Regions from separate parts of the Sus scrofa genome. Here regions 1 and 3 are each linked to region 2. Evidence: chromatin contacts called from public Hi-C and HiChIP or PLAC-seq data. All regions are on one chromosome and are shown on one strand. The core of a region is the stretch at or near the end of the contact, and the rest is flanking DNA. Distances in the headings are between cores, read along the strand shown. Region 1 holds the start of HAND2 (heart- and neural crest derivatives-expressed protein 2). Region 2 holds the start of HMGB2 (high mobility group box 2). Region 3 overlaps GALNTL6 (polypeptide N-acetylgalactosaminyltransferase-like 6).

Region 1 (2,811 bases), core at 185-2,684, 250 kb after region 2:
TAGCCCTGCTCTAAACACCACTACCCTATGGGCACCTGGTAGGTACTTGAGAAAACTAATTTTCAGTTATAATTTTTCATTTTTGTTAACGATAAAATGACAGTGGTAATATTTACCATTTGTCTTAAATGGGCTCATGCAAACAAAACAAGAAATGCCCATTTAAGTACAGTCGCCTGGGAAGTTACATTTTATCTTCACTGCCAGAGAGAAACGAGATGCATTTTGAAGTTAAAAGTACATATTTTATGTTAACCTTTACGTAACTGGGCATAGTAATCAGAACAACCACAAAACTCTCTTAGAATCAGTGGCAGCCTCGATCTTAAAAGGGGACAATGCGATCAACAGTGAAATCATTGGAATCAAGCGCTTCTAAACAACTTATTTTATAACTATCTGAAAGTAAGATCGGATTGGACGCCAAATGAAGGCTCTAAAGGACAGAAAATGAGGGGTCCGGGCCAGTGCGATCAGAAGATCAATTCGGAACCTGAGTCCTGCCTCAAGGGCCCGGGGGAGCGGGGTGCGGGGGGGGGTGTTGGGGGGGGGGAGAGCAGCAATGACCCGGAGGGAAGATCACCCACACGAAGCATCCCTCTTAACCTCCTCCGCGTGCTGACACCCTCCCCCACCTCCTCTGCTTCTTCGGGAAACCATCTCGACCACAACCTGGTGCAAACAACCTTGTCTCAGGATGCAGCAGAGAGCGCGGTGTGCCATTGCTCAGGCCAAAGGGAAAGAGACCGGGATTCTCGGTCCCCCACACCCCACCGCCCGCCGTCCCCTGGTACTAACCAGCTCCTTCTTCCTTTTCTCTTCTTTCACATCTGTCTTCTTGATTTCCGCCTTAAAGGCCTCCGCCTCGCCGTTCTGGTCGTCCTTGGCCAGCAGGTCCATGAGGTAGGCGATGTAGCTGGTGGCCAGGCGCAGCGTCTTGATCTTGGAGAGTTTGGTGTCGGCGGGCACATTGGGGATACACTCGCGCAGCTCGGCGAAGGCGCTGTTGATGCTCTGAGTCCTGCGCCGCTCCTTGCGGTTGGCTGTGCCCCGGCGCTTCACCGGGCGCGGCCCCCCCAGGCCCGGGGGCCCGGCGCCCGGCGGCACCCCCCCGTAATGGGAGTGGTCCAGGCTGGCGGCACCGCTGGCGTACTCCGGACTGTAGGACAGGGCCATGCTGTAGTCGGGGGGCGACATCTCGGGGTGGCCGATGAGCCAGCCGTGGAAGTAGGGGTTCTCCTCGTGGCTGCAGCGGCTGGCGGCCGCGGCGGCCGCAGCGGCCGCGGCCGCGGCGAACGGATAGCCCTCATGGTGCACCACCGGGTGGTGAGGGAAGCCCCCAACCAGACTCATTTCGCCCTCCGCGCCCCAGCGTGCGCGCAGCCCCGCCGCGCCCCCAGCCCGGGCCCCTGCTTCGGCGCTCGGCGTCCTCCCCCACCCCCCACCCCCAGCCCCCCGGTGCCCGGGCCGGCCCCGCAGCCGCAGAGGGGGCTGCTGCAGCCCGGGCCCCGGCCACCCGCCTGGCCCGCGGGGCCCGCCTCAGCAGCGCCGCGGCCGCCGGCTCCCCATAGGGCGCGGCGAGCTGGTCCCGGCACCGTGCGCCCCTGGCCGCCGCCGCCTCCGGTTCCCGCCTTGTTCCACGGCCCGCGCGCGGGGTCCTGCTTCCCGGGCTGCTGCGGGCAGGCACAGTCCTCTCGTGCTCATGCAAAGGCGTCCCGGCTCCCGCGGGGCTGCTCGGCCGAGTCGCCGGGCTCCGCGCCCCGGCCGCGCTCCTGGCGCCGCGGCTCCTCCGAATCCCGGGAAGAGTCCGAGCCGCGGCTGGAGGAGCCGGCCCGGCTCTGCGGGGAGGCGGCGGGGTCGACCGCTCACTGTGAAGCTACCTCCATGCGACCCTCCCCTTCCCGCCCCTTCCCCTCCCCCAACCAGCCTGATCTGGGTTCTTGGGCGCTTATTGTTTTAATGAAATTTTTGGTTGTTGTTGTTTTGGTCCTGGAATGTGACTTTAGCAGCGAGTAACGTGTTCCGCTCTCCTCTCGTGCTCCCTCGGAGGGTTTTCAGAGAGGTCTCAGTGCATCCATTTTCTCAGAGCCTCTCCTTTCGGGGGAAGGATCTGAGCCCTGCAGGCGCCCTGGAGCGCGAAGGCGGCGGCTGGGGCTTGGAGGGCTGTTGCGCAGCGGCCGTGGGGGCTCCTGGGTGACGGCGGCGGCGGCTGTTCTCCGGGACTGGACGCCGTGAGGGGAGCAAGCGGATTTTCCCAGCAAGATCTCCATGTACAGCTACATCTTTAGGGCCGCTCGGGTTAATATATGTCGTCAGAGGCTCCTCACGCCAATCCCGGGGCGGCGGGGGCGGCGCCTCGCGCTCTCCGCAATAAAACTTTTTGATGTTCTCGTTGCTAATTGCCGAGGTCCTCTTTCAGGATTGGCTGCCCCTTCATAACCATAAGATAATTAAAACGAGGGGGGGGCAGGGTTAAAAAAAAAACTTTTTTATCAGCCAGAGGTTAATGCAAGTGTTTAACAGATGCTTCACTATTAAAATATTTTCCCCTAAGTCTCAAATATTGAAGAATCTCAAATCAGGTACAGTATCACTCCGCTTTCTTTACTGGTTTGAAGGGGGGTGGGGAAAGAAGGCAGATATTGCTTTTCGAAGTGTTCTGTAGGTAACCTAGGCAAGAAAACCAGCAGGCAGCGGGCGCAGTGGGAGCAGAGGCGGCGGGCGGCTGCGCCCCCACAAAGGCGCGTCTCTGGCCGAGGCTGGCGGCGGGGCGCCGCGGGCAAAGCTGAGGCTTTGACCTGGGCGCACGCT
Region 2 (2,857 bases), core at 301-2,800:
TTCCCTCTGGGCCTTAGAAAGCTAATGATGTAAAATAATGGGGGTGTATTACACTGATATCAGTACTTTCACTACCCTTACCTGTTTACCTCACACAGCCAGCTCCTTCCCTAACTTCTCTTTTTAGATACATCCACATAAAACAATACTTTTGTTTGGTCCTCCACACTCTTAACTACATACCTATACTACAAGTGGAGTCTTGAATGCAGCAATCTACCAGTGCTACAAACATTGGTTTCAGTCCAAAAAGAAAGGTTTCAGTTAGTTTATGCTGCTTAAGCATACAATTCTCATTAGACCTTTTCAAAACAAAGCTGATAACCAAACTATGTGTGTACAGTTTCTACCTATTTCTATCATACTCATTTAGAAAATACCTACTTTATTTCAAACTTGCCTGGAAAAAATTAAGACAACATACCTTTTCATATTTTTCCTTTAGCTTAGCTGCTTTCTGTTCATACGGTTGTTTATCTTTGGCTGACTGCTCAGACCACATTTCACCCAATTTCTTTGCAGTATCCCCAATGGATAAGCCAGGGTGTTCACTTTTGATCTTTGGGCGATGTTCAGAGCAAAACAGGAAGAAGGCAGATCTAAAAGGAAGGAACAGAGGTTTAATACACTGAATGAAAGAGCAAGGGAGTAATTCTGTCGGTTTTAAAATAAACTCACGGAGGCCTTTTGGGAGCATTGGGATCTTTTTTCTTGCCCTTCTTGTCACCCTTGGGAGGGACGTAATTTTTCATCTCCCGGTCATAGCGAGCTTTGTCACTTTTTGCCATATCTTCAAACTTGGACTTTTCCTTGGCAGACATAGTCTGTGGGCATGAAAAGGGCAGGAAAAACACACGACTATAAACACCGAAGCGAGTCACCGCCACCTGCCCGTGCACGGAGCCCGGGAGCCGGGTGGGGGCCCGCGCCCACCTTCCATCGCTCGGAGCACTTCTTGGAGAACTCGGCGAAGTTGACCGAGGAATCGGGGTGTTTCTTCTTGTGCTCCTCCCGGCAGGTCTGCACGAAGAAGGCGTACGAGGACATCTTGCCCCGCGGCTTGTTGGGGTCGCCCTTCCCCATGGTGCTGCGGCGCCGGCGACGACGCGTCCACCTGGCGGGAGAGCGCGGCCGGGCGCTGGCGGGAGGCCGGGCGGGGCAGCTTCCCGCCCAAAGGCCCCCCGCCCCTCGGCCCGGGCCGCGACGCCCCGCGAGGCCCCTCCGCCCTGACAGGAAAGCTCTGGCTTCCACGCCGCGAGCCCCATTCCCACCTGCCGCCTCGGACCCCGCGTTCAAAACACGCCCGAACGGGCGGCCGGGCTTCCCGCCTCCACAGCGCGGCCCTCCGGACCGCACCCAGATCCCGCCCGCGGGGCCAGCCCCGACAGCTGCGGCGTCCGGGCCGTCCGGGAGGGAAGGGGGACGGCCGGCCACTCACCGGGGCCCGGAGGGGTCTCTTGCCTGGTGGTAGCTTCTCCTCAGGCTCCCGCGCAGCGGCCGGGTCCGACCGCGACGCTGCCTACCTGCGGCTCCGGCGTGAACTGGTTTGTCGCTAACGCAATCCTCCGCCTCTTGTTTTGCAGACTGCTCCGCGCCACGGCAACTTGACGAGCCGGTCCGCAGGCCACGCCCCCGACGCTCCGATTGGCTCTGGGGATTATTCAAACTCCAGGAGGCCCCGCCCCCTAGCCCCGGCGGCCTCCGATTGGTCGACGTGTCGCCAGGCCCGTCCCCACGGCCGCAGCCTAGCAGGTTCGGTGGGTCGCCCGGGTCGTTAACTCCCAGACCCGTTAGAACCGGTCGGGGGAGGAATGTGCTGCCCGATCCTGATTGGCGGCCGGAAAAGGGTTTGAAAAATGGCGGGCCTGGCGCTGACTGGCTGTGGCAGGAGGCGGGGGGCGTGGTTGGCCCGCCGGGGAAGCCCCGCCAGATTTAAAAATACTGAGTCTCAAAGCGCGGGGTCTACTCTACCCAGCCGGCACCGCTCGGTTGGCTGACGCTGAGGTAGCCGGGGAGGTGCGTCCCGTCGGTCCCCCGCCCCAGAGCGGCCGCAGTCCCGGCTCCCGGAGTGGTGGTCCCTGCCCCGTCCAGAGAATAACATGGGGAGGCCGAGGAGCCTGCGCTGCGGCGGACGACCAGCCCCGCCGGCGGTCGCTGAGGCTGGGGTAGGACCGGAGGAAGACAGGTGGCGAGACCCTGGGAGGGGTGGGGGAGCCGTTCCCGCCCCCACGGGGGCCAATCGCCCGTGGAGTCCACACTTGGCCCCTCATTCCCCACTTTGTCTCGGCGTCTAGCCGGGGGTGAGCAGGGCGGGGCCGGGAGGGGTGGGAAGCATCCCCCTGGCTCCACCCCTCCATCCGGGCCGGATCCTGGGCGGTGACCCTCGGGCTGGGCTATCCCTCCCATCCCCACCCGGTTGCTGCCCCGACTCCGATCCCTGCGACATCCTCCATTCCTCGCCGCCTTAGGCCGTTTCGCTGTCCCCGCGATGGTCACTGTTTTGTCTCTGCCACGCGGTCGTTTTTAAAACCTTTTCCGTGTCGGAGATCCCTCGGAGACACCCGGGAAGGCCTTGAAAGCTGCCCGCCCTCTGAAGCATTTACGCGCCAAACTGCGGCCGCGGCGCTTCACAGACTCCTCCCCGCCCAGGTTAAGAACCTTCCTTTCTGCGTCTGGTGAGAGCGCGGCCCAGCGACCTTAACTTTTCGCTTCAAAGCTCACAAGCCGCCTTTCCCGGGGTAGGACCATGGTGACTGACATGCTATCTCTGTGTTGCATTTAGTTTTGAGGGTTATTTTTTCTGTTGGCCCGTTTGTTAAGAAACAGTTGGTTTCAACAGATTTTAAATATTCTCTCT
Region 3 (2,737 bases), core at 48-2,547, 250 kb before region 2:
GAATGGAATATTCTTTGGACTGTAGGCTTAAATTGACAGCTGAAAATAAATATAAATAAGGCCAGCTATACTACATATACTTTAAAAATTGCAGGTACATTCCCGTCGTGGCTCAGTGGTTAACGAATCTGACTAGGAACCATGAAGTTGCGGGCTCAATCCCTGGCCTTGCTCAGCGGGTTAAGGATCCGTCGCTGGCTGCCGTGAGCTGTGGTGTAGGTCGCAGACGCGGCTCAGATCCCGCGTTGTTGTGGTTGTTGCGTAGGCCGGTGGCTACAGCTCCGATTGGACCCCTAGCCTGGGAACCTCCATATGCCGTAGGAGCGGCCCAAGAAATGGCAAAAAAAGACAAAAAGACAAAAAAAAAAAAAAAAAATTGCAGGTACATTCCCCCGCCTCCCCCCTCCCACCCTCAGGCAAAATTGCAATAAAATCTATGTCCTGTAATTCAAGAAATAGTCACCAGAGGTCAGCACTAGACAAGCCGACAATTTAGAAGCTGCACAAAAGATCTTTTCTCTTTGAAAAGATTTCCAGTCTAGACTGAAAAGAGGGAGATCAAACAGGGTTGACAGGAGTTGAAAAGTCAATCATATTTGACATGCGTACCACAGTATATTGACTTGGAGGTTAAAACATCACATGCTGCTCTGTTTTTCAGTAATTAACAGTATGCTTATTCAGTATATTACTCAGTGACTTACAAGAATTAGGGCTCTTTCTTCTCCATTTAGATTAAAGTTCCTGGAGGAGAAAAATAGATCACGACAGGAAAATTACAGGTATTCTCTTTGATTCAAAAGCACTCAAAGAACACAAAAGGGGCCCTTATTAGAGTTGAAATGGTCTTTTTTAATGACAAAAGTAAGAAACAAATGAATGAACAAAGTAGGTCCATGGGAGTAAAGAATCTTTAAAAGCATTTGGGTAAGAAAACGCCTTTTGTGGCATTTTGTGGCGGGCGGGGGGGTGGGAAATGGGGGGGTGACTAAGGCTTTCCTGCCGGAAGGGAGCGTGGGGTTCTCCATCCAGCTAGCTGCAGCGCCACGGACTGGCTTTCAGTTTCCTTCAGCGACCTAAAAAGGGCAAGAAAAAAAGACCTTCTTCATAAACCTGAGCGGTCTGGAAGGATGCTCCCCATCTGCCCTGAAGAGTCCAAGGTAGAGGTGGGCGAGGGGGAGCCCTCGGGCCGGTTCGGCCATGACCTCCTGGCGGAGGAAGCTCTGCAACAGCGCATCCATCCTGCTGAGGACGTGGGCGGTGCTGCCCTTTCCAGAGCAGGAACAGATGTGCAGAGGGGGAGGTGGGGCAGGGCCCCTGGTACATGACGCTCCCCGGAGGCGGTGCAGCCTCAGTACCAGGCTGCTGACAGTAAAAACCACCAGCGGGAACACGCAGTGTCTCGGACCTCCGCCAACCACATGTCAATGAAAGAAAATCTAACTACCCTCAGAGAGCAAAACAGTTTCCGTCTTCTCAAGTCCCCTAGGAAGATTAAGATAGCGTACACACTGCACTGAAGCTTGAGTGCACGTTCATGCAAAACAGTAAGAACTCAGGCAACGTTACACCCACTACGCCAACACGAACGCCAAGAAGTATGACTTACGGATCATCCCGAATCTGTGTTTCAAACTATTCAGAGGAGAAAATGGAGAAACGAACATCGATTTACTCCAAAATTGAGGAATGTGAGATTGAGAAGAAAAAAAAAAAAAATCAAGAGGTATTATGCCAGAAACCTGAGTAAAATGCACACACTTCTCATGGGCAAGGAGCAGCCAAAGGATGGAAGGCAAACCATGAAAAGCTTGCATAAGGTCAACTTGTTTCTGCTTTGACACAATTGCCCGAGGGAACATGGGCCTGAGGAACTAAAGGCTAGAGCCTGTTTGGTTCCACGTGATCATTAGACTCAGCTATGTGGCAGGAGAGAGCATTTTAAAGAAGGGAAAGAGAAAAAAATCTTAGCTAATGACAGGTGCAGAAGAATAAAGCAGTTGATAAAATCCAAACACTTGTCACCTGGGATGCAGGCACAAACCACCAGGTGATAATAACAATGATTCATAAGGCACTGTGAAGCCTGCAGGCTAACAATTTATCTACACACCTGAGGATGACCACAGACCTGGAAACATGAACTGAAAGTCACAGGGGGTGCCCAAGATACACCTGTGACAGGGGAACGAATGCATCAGGCAAGACAAGAATGTGGCCACTTGCTTTAACACAGTTATTCTTTTGGTCTTAACTGGTCTATTTAATAAAAAGTCAGAAAAGTAAAGTGAAAGAGAGTAAAAAGTGAGAAAAGACTGTCTATGAAAGCACACACAAGCCTGGGTGCTTGCAGTGTGGTGATGACAAACCCTTGCTTTTCTGCAGGCCCAGGGTCCCCACCAGGATAATGAGAGACATAATAATAAAGGTCCTGACTGCAGTGCCTTTCAGCTCCGGCTTCTGTGTATATAAAAACCAAAAAGAGGAAGAAAGACAGACTGAAAAATGGATAAACCAGTCAAAACCACTGGCTCCTTCATACAAAGTGAAGTTAGTGAAAGACAAACATCATATGATATCACCTATATGTGGAATCTTTAAAAAGGATACAAAATGAAAATGAACTTATTTGCAGAACAGAAACAGACCCACAGACTTTGAAAAACTTACAGTTACCAAAGGGGACAGGTGGCAGGGGGAGGATGGGCTGGGGGTGTGGGATTGGCGTGTGCACACT

The links. Hi-C and Micro-C count contacts between places; a contact is called where the count stands out from the background. HiChIP or PLAC-seq counts read pairs in DNA pulled down with a chosen protein or histone mark.
Region 1: a contact with region 2 is called in an H3K27ac HiChIP or PLAC-seq map of skeletal muscle, with 2.6 times the contacts expected there. The contact joins the promoter of HAND2 here to the promoter of HMGB2 in region 2. A contact is called at or near these places in 1 of 5 promoter capture datasets (liver), 4 of 47 Hi-C or Micro-C datasets (embryonic fibroblasts, fetal heart ventricle, heart right ventricle and 1 more) and 1 of 2 datasets of contacts at active chromatin or transcription factors (skeletal muscle).
Region 3: a Hi-C map of embryonic fibroblasts shows a contact between it and region 2, with 2.9 times the contacts expected there. The contact joins the enhancer-like site here to the promoter of HMGB2 in region 2. A contact is called at or near these places in 3 of 47 Hi-C or Micro-C datasets (blood, embryonic fibroblasts and skeletal muscle) and 2 of 2 datasets of contacts at active chromatin or transcription factors (alveolar macrophages and skeletal muscle).

The regions. Positions count from the first base shown.
Region 1 is chr14:16,458,712-16,461,522 of Sscrofa11.1, reverse strand. It overlaps HAND2 (heart- and neural crest derivatives-expressed protein 2), which reads right to left and starts at 1,434. Exons shown (of 2, transcript XM_013982698.2): 1 at 799-1,434. The coding sequence starts at 1,353. It overlaps LOC100517194, which reads left to right and starts at 2,307. Exons shown (of 6, transcript XM_021073071.1): 1 at 2,307-2,353; 2 at 2,619-2,811. The coding sequence starts at 2,307.
Region 2 is chr14:16,708,744-16,711,600 of Sscrofa11.1, reverse strand. It overlaps HMGB2 (high mobility group box 2), which reads right to left and starts at 1,550. Exons shown (of 5, transcript NM_214063.1): 1 at 1,439-1,550; 2 at 934-1,114; 3 at 679-824; 4 at 425-599. The coding sequence starts at 1,083. LOC106507243 (a long non-coding RNA gene) reads left to right here and starts at 2,172. Exons shown (of 4, transcript XR_001303102.2): 1 at 2,172-2,738.
Region 3 is chr14:16,957,396-16,960,132 of Sscrofa11.1, reverse strand. The region is part of intron 10 of GALNTL6 (polypeptide N-acetylgalactosaminyltransferase-like 6); the gene reads left to right. It overlaps LOC110256613 (a long non-coding RNA gene), which reads right to left. Exons shown (of 5, transcript XR_002338371.1): 3 at 705-1,076. Among named protein-coding and RNA genes, the nearest start is that of GALNT7, 120 kb to the right of the region's middle. Within about 2 kb of position 1,297, at least 18 of the 83 cell types and tissues checked have an H3K27ac peak or open chromatin away from gene starts, as enhancers often do. A contact at or near this core is called in embryonic fibroblasts, where this site is marked.